Linked DNA regions of Hordeum vulgare: region 1 is linked to region 2. The links are chromatin contacts, called in public Hi-C maps. All regions are on one chromosome and are shown on one strand. The core of a region is the stretch at or near the end of the contact, and the rest is flanking DNA. Distances in the headings are between cores, read along the strand shown.

The links. A called contact is a pair of places that touch in the nucleus more often than the background predicts.
Region 1: a contact with region 2 is called in a Hi-C map of leaf, with 4 times the contacts expected there. The contact joins the enhancer-like site here to the promoter of LOC123424745 in region 2. A contact is called at or near these places in 2 of 6 Hi-C or Micro-C datasets (leaf and seedling).

What each region holds. Positions count from the first base shown.
Region 1 is chr2H:43,318,600-43,325,573 of MorexV3_pseudomolecules_assembly, reverse strand. No RefSeq gene overlaps it. Among protein-coding and RNA genes, the nearest start is that of LOC123424750, 10 kb to the left of the region's middle. Within about 2 kb of position 2,778, at least 3 of the 3 cell types and tissues checked have open chromatin away from gene starts, as enhancers often do. A contact at or near this core is called in leaf and seedling, where this site is marked.
Region 2 is chr2H:43,192,821-43,200,413 of MorexV3_pseudomolecules_assembly, reverse strand. It overlaps LOC123424745 (60S ribosomal protein L22-2-like), which reads left to right and starts at 1,880. Exons shown (of 2, transcript XM_045108420.1): 1 at 1,880-2,208; 2 at 2,950-3,297. The coding sequence starts at 1,964. The coding sequence ends at 3,094.

The sequences.
Region 1 (6,974 bases), core at 1,529-4,028, 120 kb before region 2:
TGCTCTTTAGGCTCAATTCTACGACAGATCATGTTATTTCCAGAGTTTACATACTGCATTTCTATTTTTTTCCTTGGAAGATCATGTGCAAATTTTGCATACCCTCCGTATGGATTCGAAGTCTATCCAGAGAGTTAATTCAGTTGCTGTTTGTGCAGCTCGGACCCTCCGAGAGAGGTGTTCAGTGTATCCAGGATGCTATAGAAACATACTATTCAGGTTCGATACCTCCGGGTCATTCAAAGTTCCATTCATCCGGACGTTCCCAGATAATCGAGTAGCAAAATCTTAGGACTACAGTAGTTCGACCCACTTTGGACACTTCCTGCTGTTAAAAAGAAAAAAATTAGACCAGGAGGCAATAGCCCCTATGGCATTTTTATTAAGAAGAAACAACCCAGGCACACACCCTGTGGGCTCAAGTCATTATATTTGTTGACTGATGCCTTATTGATGTATTTGTACCATTTTTGGGTTAAGGCATAGACAGCATTCAGTTTTTTTTTCATTCAGCAGAGTAATATCTCGGGTTATTACATCTGCACTCTTTGCTTGTATGGCTCACTTGCCTTTCTGTGCAGTTGAATCAAACATGTTTTGACTCCACAGAAACCTGGAAAGCACGTCATTATCGCTGCTGCACGATCAAGCTACACATACTTACTTTTATTCTTCTACCTTGGCAGGCTTCATGCACCGGCCCTTACCCCCGACTGCCTTGGGTTGTTCTGCACTGATGGAGTAGTCTACCAAGATCATCAGTCAGGTTCAGGATCAAAAGTTCATTCCATCTGGCAGAAACCCCCAAAAAATACTAGGATACACTGTAGAATCGGCAGCAACTTATATGCATCCATCAGCTGATTTGGAATCTATTGTTGCTATTTTCTGAGCAAACAATCCGGCATCCTGTCTGTGTTGGTGCCGTTATCGAAATACTGCAGGCTCCCTGTTTTCTGCAAAAGCCACTGAACCAGCATTCAGATATGAAGACGTCGTGATAACGGAAATATGTACCACTTCCCTGAACCACACATGAAGGTAATGAATGAAATGTTTCCCTCATATACCACTGATGAAGCAAGTAAACTAGCAAGAAAATTCCATATCACATGCCTCCTAATTAAGTTGGTGTGCAGAAGCTTCTGCTCAAGTCAGTAAAATTTCATTGCCAGACATGGGACTCCCCCTTCCATCGGATCCACAGCCCCATATGACGAGATTCCTTCCTCTGTTTGAATATAGTACTGCTGGGTGGCAGTGTTAGTACTACATAGTAGCAGGAGGCATTAATTAAATCACGTGCTAATATGCTGCTGTGGAGATGAATAGATGATGGGTGAAACATCAGTGTTGCTTCCCGCACTGGGTGCCTTCTGGTGGATCTGGTGGCCGCTTAGCTTATGGTTTCTTATTGGGTGATCAGTCCATGCTTTCCCTAGTAGCATTGTTCACTTTGGACTAAACCTAAGCTAGCTCATGAATCTTTGAGTGTGCCGTAAGATACCTTTTTTTTTTCAAATCTGAATTCCAGAGGCTTGCAACTTGCAAGATGCTACACATACAATATGGCAAGTGTTCAGATTTTTTTTTCCTGGACATAAGGGTCTGAAAGAAGCACCAGTTTCAGGCTTTTTTTTTTATTCAATGAGTTTCATGCTTTCAGAAACAGACGAAAAATATGCGCTATTAAGCAATGAGAGTGACTGGACTTATATTAGATTAGCAACAGAAAGGAGAGGGAAACTACCACATCAGTCGTACACAGATCTGATGTTGATGTGCGTAGACGTGTATTTCATCTTCTTCGAATACGAGAAGAGGATTTCTTTACTGCAAACATGGTCTGGAGTTGACCTCAATTATGATCTCCATCTAGGAACTTGGGAGATCTCTGAATAATCGAATCTCCTCGAAACCACCGCACCGTTTTCATAAACAATAGAAAGTCTCCACGGCTTTTTCAACGGCCTAGTAGTGGCACCGATCGTTTCAGACACTCCGGTTTAATCTAATTCAGCGTGATCAGGAGTAGTAGTAATGAACCACGAATCAGGAAATTATTGAGGGCTGTGCATGGCCTCGAGCAGGCCACCCCCACTGTTACTTGCCACCAGCCCGTAACGACCTACTAACCCCCTTGTCTCTTCCTCAACTTGTCCATGCCTTTTCTTGGCGCGGTGTGGTCTATCAATCATGAAGCAAAACTGCACAAGGGCACACATGCTATGCCAAAGCCAATTGCCAAGCTAGTTGCTGCTACAAAAATACAGAAGAAGAAACAATAAAGAATGTGAACTGAGACCATCACAAAATGACCATTTCCTGTATTCCTAATACAGGAAATCTTTTGCCTCTTATTTAATATATGAAGCAAATCTTTTGCCTCCAATTCAAAAAAAAAATATACAGTAGAAAATAACATGAAAAAGAAGCACCTTTCCAAGCTTGAAAGCTACAGATCTCCTCCATCCCGGGTGTCGGTTCCGGGATCATCGGTCAGTTAGGCACTTTGCAGCAGCAGCTAGCCGGGCATTGGTCAAAGCTGAACCAAAGTTCAGAAGAAAATGATGCTCCTGCTATCTATATACCAAGTCTGAAAGTGACATGCACCATGCGAGCGACAAGTCATCCCACCCCGGCTCCGATCCCGGCGAACCGGGGATCCACACGCCATTGTTTAGCTCCTGATGCTTCGCTCTCGGTCGAGCTGTGCACGCAACCTTGGCCGAACCTCCGATGAAAGATCCAGCGCAAGAGGCCGCAGGAGGAGGAGGACCCTGCACCTAACGGACGTGGCCAGACTGAACAAGAGTCGTTAAGAAAGGGAAACACATGACACATGAGGTTGGTTGTGCGCGCGTGATCTGCTCGTGGCTTGGCTTCTTTACACCCTGGGTCTACCAGAAAGGGGTTCGTACGATACGATCTGGAGTTCTGGACTGTGCGTCGTTGATGTTGGTGGCACCGGCTTTCGTCTTTCTGCCCTTGCCGTAGCTGCTTATGGGCAGTGCAGACACTGTGTTGAAGAACAGGTTTAATTTGTCTGTCGGTTTGTTTTGCGCGCGTCGAGCGTCAAAGCAATGCAGACATCCAGAAACGAGAATAGTTCTTTCTACTCCCTCCGTCCCTAAATATACGTCTTTTTAAAGATTTTATAGAAAAACTACATCCGGATAAATATAGACATATTTTAGAGTGTAGATTCATTCATTTTGTTCCGTATATAGTTCTCTAATGAAATCTTTAATACGACTTATATTTAAAAATGGAGGAAGTATGTATTAGTTACGAAGAAGAAGGGTTTGTCGGAATTTTGAAGTACTGGAATCTTTTTTTTTTCTCGTCGGTCCTTTTCATATGATTAAATCCTATAGGAATTATTCATAAGCATTCCCTTGTACTCCCCAGTTTCATAATATAAAAGCGTTTCTAATAGTACACTAATGTTAAAAATATTTTTGTATTATAAGACGGGAGGAGTATTATTACATAAAAATATTTAGCATTCACTCAAACCTTTTTAAGAAAAATAAACTTCTGTTATTTGAAAACCTTATTTATTTGACGTCCATCCAGCCATTTGCACATGACACAACGACAGCTGACGGATGTTGTGCACGAATCTCCACACAAGGACAGTCGCCACATCGTCGCCCTTAAACCATCCGTTTGTGACGGTGATTGTACGAACACGGACTCCGTTTGTGACGGTGATGGTACGAACACGGACGTGTGTGTGGGGTTAGTACCCATTTCGCACGCACCCCGCTCTAACAAAATCTCACCCCCTATCCGATGAGGACATTGATACCATTGTTATACCTGCTATACCTACTCGACCAGTTACTAGAGCTCGCGCACGTCAATTGAATTATTAAGTATTTTTGTTTCTTGAAAATCCTTCTGATGTTTATGAACATATAATGCTGCCTAAATTAGATACTTTTATTTTGCTTGCGAATGAAGGACATGGACAAGGAGGATGACCATTGAACCGGGATCAAGCATAGAGGGGAAGGTGCACATGTGGGAAAGAACAAGGGAGCTTCCGGTGGTGATTTTGAAGCCACCATAAGGAAAGCATGAAGGGTTGGACGGAATATACAAGATGTCACTTCATAAATTTCGTCCATAGGCTACTATAGGTGATGCGTCATCTTATTTTTGGCCAGGCCCATGTAATTTTGGAGTACTACCACATAGGATGTTTTTAGAGTCCGTATGTGTGGGCAAACCGATTTAGGGTCATTTTCGGACCCCTCCTCCAAGGGTCGCGGAAATCCCTCTCTATCCCCTTATATATACAGCCCTTAGGGCACCGTTTAGACTTGGGTTTTGTTTAGATTACAAGTTCGCCAAAGCTGCAACTACGCGTTCTTCGTTTGTGTTCTACAAACAAACCAAGACGTCACAAAACCCCACTTTCATTAATAAAGCTTTCATCTTATATTCGCAATATCCAGATTGCAATTACAATTTCTTGCTTGTTCTTCATTTGCGTGCAGGAAACAGACCCTCAAGGTCAGTTTGATTGTGCTCCGCCGTGGTCAATAACCTCTTGGAGTTGGTTTAGCGATTGCTAAGGCGCGACGTCTTCGCACGTTCGTAGTCGGATCGTCAAAGTCTACGCCACCAAAAACTATAGCCACTATCTTATCGAAAGTCAGGGACAACTTCGCCTCTATCAAGTGGTATCAGATTTCCAGGTTGCTCGGTGAGATTTTACTAGTTTTTCGTAGTATAGATCGCATTTGTTCTTCATACGTGTAGTTCACGAAAAAAAACCAAAAGAAATTTAGGGTTAGTTCATCCTATCCGAACCAATCTGAGCCTTTTGTAATTTTCTATTTGTTACTTTTGCTCTGTTGAATTTGCGGTTGCATCGTTGTGTCGAGTTGCTAGCCTTAGCGTCTAGTCTTTTAGAATTTCAAGTTCTATTCAACGGTTATCACGCCATCGCCGCACTATCTTCGATTACACTGCCACCCATCACTATCATCGCTACTGCCATATAACAATCACCCATTATTATCGTCATCATTACCATATATCACCACCCCATATCCGCCTCTAAGCCGAATTCTTTAGTTATTCGGTTTGATCTTGAGATCCTTTTGTTTTCGGTTTAGTGTTCCGTTACGCGAGTAGGTTTCAAAAATAATCGCAAACTTCCGCATAGTTGCAGCCAAAATTCTCAAAGTTTTGCGGACAAAATTCTGGTGGGTCAAAAAAAATTGTGCCTATCCTGTTTTTATTCTTTCGAAAGATTTTTGAGACACTCGCCATTATAGTGTTTTCAGGAAAAAAAATAGAGTGTCCTCTTCTTTTGATTACGTGTAGCGTCGTGATTTTGTTGGTGTTCTAGGCTCGCGTCTGTAGTACGATCTAGCCTAGGACCAGCACAGTACCGTCGTTGAGCGTCCTTTCAACTTTGCATCTCTGAACAGATTATTGCTGACCGTTTTTGCTAGCATATTATAAGCCTTCCCAGCTCCACATACATCTACATCGTGTGTTTGACACCACCTGGCAATCGTTCTATCCAAGATTTGAGAGTTTTGAGTACACCGGTTGCCGATCACCACCTGCTATTGGGTAAGAACTTGTAAGAATTTGAGATTTGCTTGACGGATTTGCGATACACCACCACCACCACCACTTCCTTGTAGTTTGTAGGTTTATTTTCTTCTGTGTTCCTATTGTTGCTAACAATGCCAAGATCACAAGCCGACGAGATCAACTGGGAGAGCCTGACCAAGGAGGAGCTCCATGATAAATTTCAGCAAATGATGGCTGACCAGGTACAAGACTTCGTGACCAGCCTTGGAAAGGCCATGGAGAAGCTAGACTGTTTGGAGAAGGCATTCGACACCAAGATGCACACTAAGTTCAATGAGGTGCTTGCCCGTCTACCACCACCAGCTGCAGCTTCCTTCCCTCTCCAACAACAATAACAACGACGACAACAAGGCCCAGATTTTGTGGGACGAGTGCGGCATGTGCCTTCCGGCCAAGGCGAGAATTCGGGTGTTGTTGCTCCTGCTGCTACTACCGAGGTTTCTGTGACTGAGGAGAATGAGGATTATGATGGTGATTACGATGATGAGAAAGAGGTTGCTCCAAATCAGCACCACATACAACAACCACAACCACAAGCATCGGGTCGTCCACATGGATACAATCGCAATGATAGGACTGCACCACCCCCTCAGGTACGATATCATGACCATCTCCCTAAACTTAAATTGAATATTCCTACATTTGATGGGAGATATGTTCCTGACATATATCTTACTTGGGAGTTAGAAACATAGCAATGTTTTACATGCTTACAATTTTCTCGGGATAGACGTGTTGCTGCTGTTGTTTGTTCATTCACTAGTTTTGCTTGTGTTTGGTGGTATGAACATTGTACAATACATCATGCTAATATTCCAACTACTTAGGATGCTTTGAGAACTGCTATGCGTACTCGTTGGGTTCCACCATATTATCAATGTGAATTACTTCAAAAATTGCAGCGTTTAAGACAAGGGAAAAAATCTGTAGAAGAATATTACGAGGAATTACAAACTGGCATGATTAGATGTGGTATTGCTGAGGACAATGAAGCTAAGCTTTATGTGTGGACAACTTCGCCTCTATCACTACCCCCCCCCCCCCCCCGCCCCCCCAGTTGACACCTCTTCATCTCCTTCACTCTTCAGCGATTCTGCTCTTGCTCCTAGTTATTCTGCATCCACTATTGCACCATTGTTGCCGATTCGAGGTACACTTCCACAACCAAGCTCTGATACTTTATTTACACTAGGGATTCATAGTTTAGGGGATTTGGACGACACCATGATGACGTGATGATGGTTGGAATGGGGTGGAATGCAGTTTGTTGTGGTGTTATTTCCTCCTCACACAATGGTGGGGTTGTGGTTGGGCTTATTCGCGACCGCGGTGAGATGGCATTGGCCTTTGAG
Region 2 (7,593 bases), core at 631-3,130:
GAGTAGCTAAATTTTTAGTCGCCAGGGGCTAGCTCGTGACTAGTAGGTCTGAGAGGGTTCCATGTATGTGGTGAATTTGGTTTTTACCAACCCAAAACCGAAGATGCAGATGCAACCGAATAACAAATGGTAGCAATTTAAAAAGCGCACCGAGTAGTGAAGACCGAATAAACTCATAATTTCTGTTAAGTTGGTTTGGTTCGATGTTCGGCTTTCGGTGTAAAAGTGCCCACCCGTATTGCCGACCCATATATAGGTAAGCTAATGTTTTTTTGTTTATTTTTCCGGATCATTTATTTTAAAGGTTTTTCCAGGTTTTCTAGAAAATTTTCTATTACAACTTCAATTTTTAAAAATATTTTATGAAGACTAAAATATTGCAAAATTTTAAAAAAATCTTGAATTCAAAGAGTGTGCATGAATTAAAAATGCAAGTGAATTTTAAGAAATGCCCACAAATTACTTTTTCATGAAATAAATAATGTTCACAAAATTTCAAAATATGTATGATTTTTTGAAAATTCGCAAATTTGATTCTTTTAATTTGGAAAATGGTAATAAATTCCAATAGTGTTCCTAATTTTAAAAAGAAAATTTTTATTGAAAAAAAGTTCATGAATTCATGTTCTGAATTTTTTGTGCAAAATCAACAAAACTTCAGAAATTACAAAATAGTCCATGCATATTTTTGTCTTGAATTTGGAAAATATGGGTGAACTCAAAACATATTCATGGATTTTACAATTGTACCTAATTTTTTAAAAAACGTGAAATTTTTAAAAATTCGTGTATTGAAAATATTTTCAAATATATATATGATATATGAATTTGACATATTTTTTATGAGTCTTAAGAAATGCTCATGGATACAATTTTGTGTGCGAATATTTAATGTCTTTTAAATTTGTAACATGCTCAAGAATTTGAAAGAAGTTAAAATATTTCTAAATTTATAGAATGGATCAGTAAAAATAAAAATGAAAAACATACAAGACCAAAAGTAATTCAGATAAAATCATAAAAAGAAACAATTAAGGAAACATGTTCTGACGAAAAACACACAGGAGAAACACCAAATGGGTCAATTCATGTAACAACAACACCCTTGGAGGCTGAGCGTTTGCGTGGTATTCCCAACATTACTACGCGGGGAATAGTAGGATTGGTCGCGGCTAATTTGTTGAAATTGCTAATTAAGTAGTACCCCTAGCAAAGGTCATTCCTACGTTCTCTGTTGCTGACGTGTGCCATTTATTGCAACCTTGGTGTTTTTCTTTTATTTCATAGATTCCGATTTTCCAAACATTTTATATCTAAAACCATGCATCTAAATCACGAACCAGTTTCACCGTTGGATTTTTGCACCGTGATCTTTGAAAGTATATATCATGTTAATAGGTTCCACCAAAGATTTTTCAAAAAAAGGAATACAATAAGCAGATACAAAAAAAGAACAGAAAAAAACCAAAAAAATAATCCCAAACCGGAAACCCAAAAGCACAATTATGGTTGTTTACTTTTTTTGGAAGCACAACTGTGCTTTTCCTAAGCACATCTTAGTTTCCCGTGGAAGCACTAATTATGGTCTTCTCGCAAATGAGCAGTGATTTTTTGCAAGAGAAAAAAACCAAAACTTCGTGGGAGTTTTTCAAAGGGTATCCCTTAATTAGTTGCTCCCTGAATTTTCACCTCCTCACATTGAATGCTCAATTGTTTTATGGGCTTTCGGTGACCTTCCAAGATCCAACGTAAGCCCAACCTATCCCACTAATTTCCAATCTCGCCGAGACCCAACGAGCCGGCCCAGTCACTTGCCACACGACACGAGAATGGCAGCCCACAAGGCCTATATATATCGCGCGATCCCTCTCTCGCTCGCCCTTGTAACCCTAGCCGCCTGCGCGCCGCCACACGAACCCCCACCCCAACCCCGAGCACCGGCCGAGGAGGAAGAGAAGGTGAGATGGCTCGCGGCGCGGCGACGGCGGCGGCGGCTGCCAAGGGCAAGAAGAAGGGGTCCGTCTCCTTCGTGATCGACTGCACCAAGCCCGTGGAGGACAAGATCATGGAGATCGCGTCGCTGGAGAAGTTCCTCCAGGAGCGCATCAAGGTTGCCGGCGGCAAGGCCGGGAACCTCGGCGACTCCGTCACCGTCACCCGCGACAAGAGCAAGGTCACCGTCACCTCCGACGGCGCCTTCTCCAAGAGGTATACGCCGCGCGCCCTCCCACTCTCCCACCTGCAGCTCCTGAATTCATGATTGTCCGTGTGTGATAGATCTGGGAACCGCGTAAGAGCTTGGATTGGTTCATTTTGCAGTGCCGTAGTAGTTGCGAGCGATTGATCAGTATGTTGGTTGTTTCGATTGTAGCTGTGTACGCAAGGCACGCTGATGTGTATTGTTTTGCACTGTGTAAGATACATGCTCAGGTTGGTAGTAGTTGCAGGAAGAACTAATTGAGGAGTATCTATTATCATGACAGAGTGTTCTAGCTTTCACCTTTGTACAGAGCGTTCTAGCATTTCCTAAATGCAAATGTCTTTTCCTCAATTAGTTGTATATTTTGTACAGAGTATTCAAAACTTGAATGCTACGAAAGATCATATATATCATGACCCTTGTAGTAAGTGTATTGTTTGCACACCTTGTGTTTGGGCAGCTTCAGTGTTTTTGGATAACACTCTTGGAACATGAAACGCGGGAGCTTGATTTGTCTGAACGCTTTAAACTTATCATTGCTTTGGCCTTGGAAGTTGGAACTTATCTTTACATTGTCTGAAATTCTGAATATGTAGGCCATTTATTCATTTCCTTATCCAAGGTATAATATCGAGATTCGTTGTAAAAAAGCTGGATGGTTTGGTCATTTCTTTCTTGTCCAATATACGTTACCAGCAGCCATCTTTGGTTGTATATGATCTGATGACATCATTCGTCTGGCTTCTCAGGTACCTGAAGTACTTGACCAAGAAGTACTTGAAGAAGCACAACGTGCGGGACTGGCTTCGTGTGATCGCAGCCAACAAGGAGCGCAACGTGTACGAGCTCCGGTACTTCAACATTGCCGAGAACGAGGGCGAGGAGGAAGATTAGAGCGCATTGTTATATTGTAGTGCTTGTTGAGTTTTGATACTTGATCTGAGTACCTCCCTAGTTATCCACCTATCTTATGTTGTGCTCTGTTGAACATGGATGGTTTAATTTGAAGAATCCTTATATTTTGTCTCCCCTCGACTGTGGATCCATATGTCTGTGAACCTATAGACAAGTATTATGGAGATTTGTTCTTGCTTTCACATTAGCTGCTGTGCTAAAACGGTGGTGCTTTTTTACTCCTGATGAAGTTTTGGTCAGTCTGATTTTGAGCCTCTTACTCCATTAGTGCTGAGCTATCTCTACAGGTGCCACTTACATTGCTGGCCTCACTTGTCACCCTTTTTCTGTACAAACAGCATGAAAAACCGTGAATTGGTCCTCGTGCACGAACAACTTAGAACCATGGATTGGTTCTAATTTTTGATATAGTTTTCTGAGGGAAGCAGAGCAATTTCCTTTAGGCCCACAAGTAATATCTGGACACGTTGGAACATTTTTGGCTATCCAATCAATCTAGAGAACCCCTTTTGCTATATCATCAATTTGTCTGACTGGTCCGGCCGTCTGAAATCCTGCAAATGGCATCAAAATGAGGGAGCCTTGACGCCTGCAATGTTGGACTCGATCCCAAGCCCCAACACAGCGGAATCACACCCCAAACTCCTTTGCTATGTGGTACAGGAACCTGTTGAATTTTGATACTGGGTAGCTTTCATAGCCTTCATATCAACGGGAGAAAAAAAATACCACAAGCTCTTAATTTATAAAAAATGATCTATAATATGAAAATTTGTAGTTACGGCATAAACAAAGATGGTCTTACTCTACAAATGTGAAGTTTAAGATTTCACATGTCTTCTATTTCAACACGGCTTGAATGTATATTTAACACGTACAAAGAAATGGGCAAGTGACCTTCAATTTCATCTCCAATCCTGATTTTGTTGAGATGTTCATCCTCAATTCGGATCAATACATGTATGAAAGAAAGACGAATAATGCATTATTTATTAAGATTATATCCTAGATAGTCTTTCTTTAAAAAATTAACAGGTAAAATAACATCATATGCAGATTCTACATATTTTTCTAATCAAATTTCATATATAACATGTTAATTTTAGAGTTTTAAACCAATTTTGGAGTTACGGTTTAAAAGATATGAGTATTTTAAAAAACATTTAATATGTAGTACGGGTTTAATGTCAGAAACATCAGATTTTTTTTATAAAATAGCATGACGGACTAAGAATACCTATTTTCTTTATTAGTTAATTTTAATATTTAAATTACCTTCTAGTTAATTTGCGGTGTTAGGAGCCATTAGCTTCATGAGTTGATATATTATTTAGAGCCTAAACCATGAGTATCATACATGTCTGTACATAAATAAGAAACTAAGGTTTAATTGGTAAGTTACAGTGATTACCAAATTTCTTCTAACCTTACTTACAAGGCAGACCTACAAAACTCGAAGTACAACTCAACCTTCTATGACACAGAAGGAAAATTATAAATAGATTTGCACATACCACACCAAAACAATTTTTCTCTTTGAAGAGTTCACAATAATTTCCATGAAATCAAGTGCATGTGTTGGATTTTCCTTTTTCACCATGCATGCTTCAGATTCCAAGGAAACACACCATTAAGTTATTTAGATAAAGAGATGCTTGATTTTTGATAAACCTGATCACGGTATGAAATTAAGTGCATGTTTAGGATTACATGAAAAGAACAATTCAGTTATTTAGACCAAGCGGTCATTGATATGTTTTAGCGAACCTGACTGCTCCCCTACTATTGATAAGGAATCAGTGAGATTAGGAGATCTGAACAACATTGCCAGCTTACTTTTGACAACCATTAATACGTGATAGAAAAGTTGATGTCAAACATATAAAGTACAGATGAATTGGCGAGTTGCTCACCATGTGCAAAGCGGAAACAAGCTCCGTATTTAGATTTGCCGTGTAGGCGTGGTCCTCCTGTTAGTTTGGATCGATGAGAGACATCTTCATTTGCTCGAATCAAGCCGCGTTGGGACAGTGGCTGGACCAAACTTCGATTTTTAGGAATTTTGTGTTGCTCCCTTCACTGGCCAGCAGGACTTTGCACCGCATCATGGGCGTCGCTGGGCTTACCTTCATGCCAATAAGTCGAGGCAAGGCCGTCCTAATCCGTGCCTCTTCGTGTAGGGAGGTCAAAGACCATGTCGTCATGCCTCCGTTGGATTGCACTACAACTGTCGCTCCGCAACAATGCGATCCGATGGCCACGTTGGATTGGCACTCCATCCAATTGCACGTGTCGACGCGTAGGGAGGTTGAGGCCATGGCGTCGTGCCTCGCATTTGATGCTTTCGATCTGCGATGATGAGATCAAAGGGCCGTGTCGGATGGCGGTGATGTTTGTCGTGTCGGGATTCAGGGGAGACGCTGCGTGGGCGAGTAGACGACATACAAAGCAACTTTGGTATGTTCGCGGCCGGCCGGAAAACATCAGGGTTTACAAGGTAGTTTCATATATAACATGTTAAATTTAGAGTTACGGTTTAGAAGATATGAATATTTTAAAGAACATTTAATATGTACTACGGGTTTAATGTCAGAAACATCAGGGTTTTTTCTATAAAATAGCATGACGAACTAAGAATACCTATTTTCTTTATTAGTAGGTATAGATTGTTTGGCACCAGTATATTGAGCAACATATCTCTCCACAAACAAGCTTCTTAAACCACTTAAGTCGCCTAGAAATACCAAAGGTATCGATGAGCACGGTGCACCTCCACCCTTGGCCTCGAGGTCCTGCTCTTCTTTATGGCTACCCTATTTCTAATACTATATTCATCAATGGCATCCCCCAGCTGCTTAAACGTCGAGAATACCATGTCCGATTTGAAATGAGGTGCGGCCATGTCACAGCCTGTGGGAAAGATTTGAATCTGAACTTCCTTTCTCTCTCTTTCTCTTCACCTAAAGATGGTAGATCAAGTTTATCTTTCATAGGGTTCTTTGTGTTAGACTTTTCAGCCTAAACATTGATAGTTGTGAATGACATTAGAAGAGTTGGGACAATTTTCGTTGGTTTATTTCTCACACAATGCCATATCAACCTGAGGGGTTGGGATACATATTTATAGGTTGCTAGCCAGCCAAGCATATGCTAAGATGCTAGTCTAAGATGCTATCCTAACTGCCAGTCCTTGGTGGTCAAGGATTCTATCCTAACAGCCACAAGTTGCAGCCCCACAAAGGACCATGTGCTGCAGCCCCACAAAGACCCTAGTACATAGACTTATCCATCACCCCCTAAATCTTGTACGTCGTCTTGTGGGAGAGTCGAATCATCCCGCTCCTGAAGCAGAGTTCGAGGAACTTGATCCTCCCAAGAGGCTTGGTGAGCAGATCTGCGAGCTGGTCCATGGTGTTGATGTAGCTCGCCTCGATGCTCCCTTCATCCAAACAGCTTCAGATGAAGTGGTACCTCAGTCGAATGTGCTTGCTCCTTTTGTGGAAAACAAGGTTCTTTGCCAGGGCAGGGCGGACTTGCTGTCCACCAGGAGCTGCACCGTTCTAGTGTCTCGGACGAGGAGATCACCAAGCAGTCGAGCGAGCCAGAGCGCCTGAGTGCAGGTGGTGGAGGCCGCTATGTACTCGGCCTCGCAGTTGGACAGGGCCACCACCTGCTGCTTGACCGACTGCCAGCTCACGAGGCACTTGCCGAGGAAGAAGAGGATCCCGCTCGTGCTCTTCTGGTGTCAATGTCGTCGGCGTGGTCGCTGTCGCTGTACCCAACGAAGTGTGCCGCCCCCGGACACCTAGGGTAGTGGAGGCCGTGGTCGAGGGTCCCTGCCACGTAGCGGACGATCCTCTTCACTGCCTGCAGGTGCTCCGATGTCGGTCGCTCCATGAACCGACTGACATAGCCGACGGAGAATGCCAAGTCCGGCCATGTGTGGGCGAGGTAGCGAAGGCTCCCCACAAGGCGCCGGTACTGCGTAGCGTCCACTTCCTCCGTCGTGCTGTCGCGGCTCAGCTTCAGCCTCTCCTTCATCGGAGTGAGAGCTGGGTGGCAGTCGGTGAGCCCAGCTAGCTGAACGATGCGCTTGGCGTAGGCGGGCTGTCGAAGCGCGATCCCGGAGTGATCCTGGTGCACCTCGATCCCTAGATAAAAGGAGAGGAGCCCCAGATCACTCATCCGGAAGGTAGCCTTCATTGCCTCCTTGAAAGCCGCCACCTCTGCATCCTTAATGCCGGTGATCACCAAGTCGTGAGCATAGACGCCCACCAGCAGGGCATTTCCTCCACTGCCCCGTCGGTAGACGGCCGCCTCATGCGGGCTTTGCTCGAAGCCCATCTTCTTTAGCGTGGAGTCCAGCTTGGCGTTCCACGCTCTAGGTGCCTGCTGTAGGCCATAGAGAGCCTTACGCAGGCGGAGTACCTTGCCCTCCTGGCCGGGGATCGCAATCCCGTCGGCTCATGCACATAGAC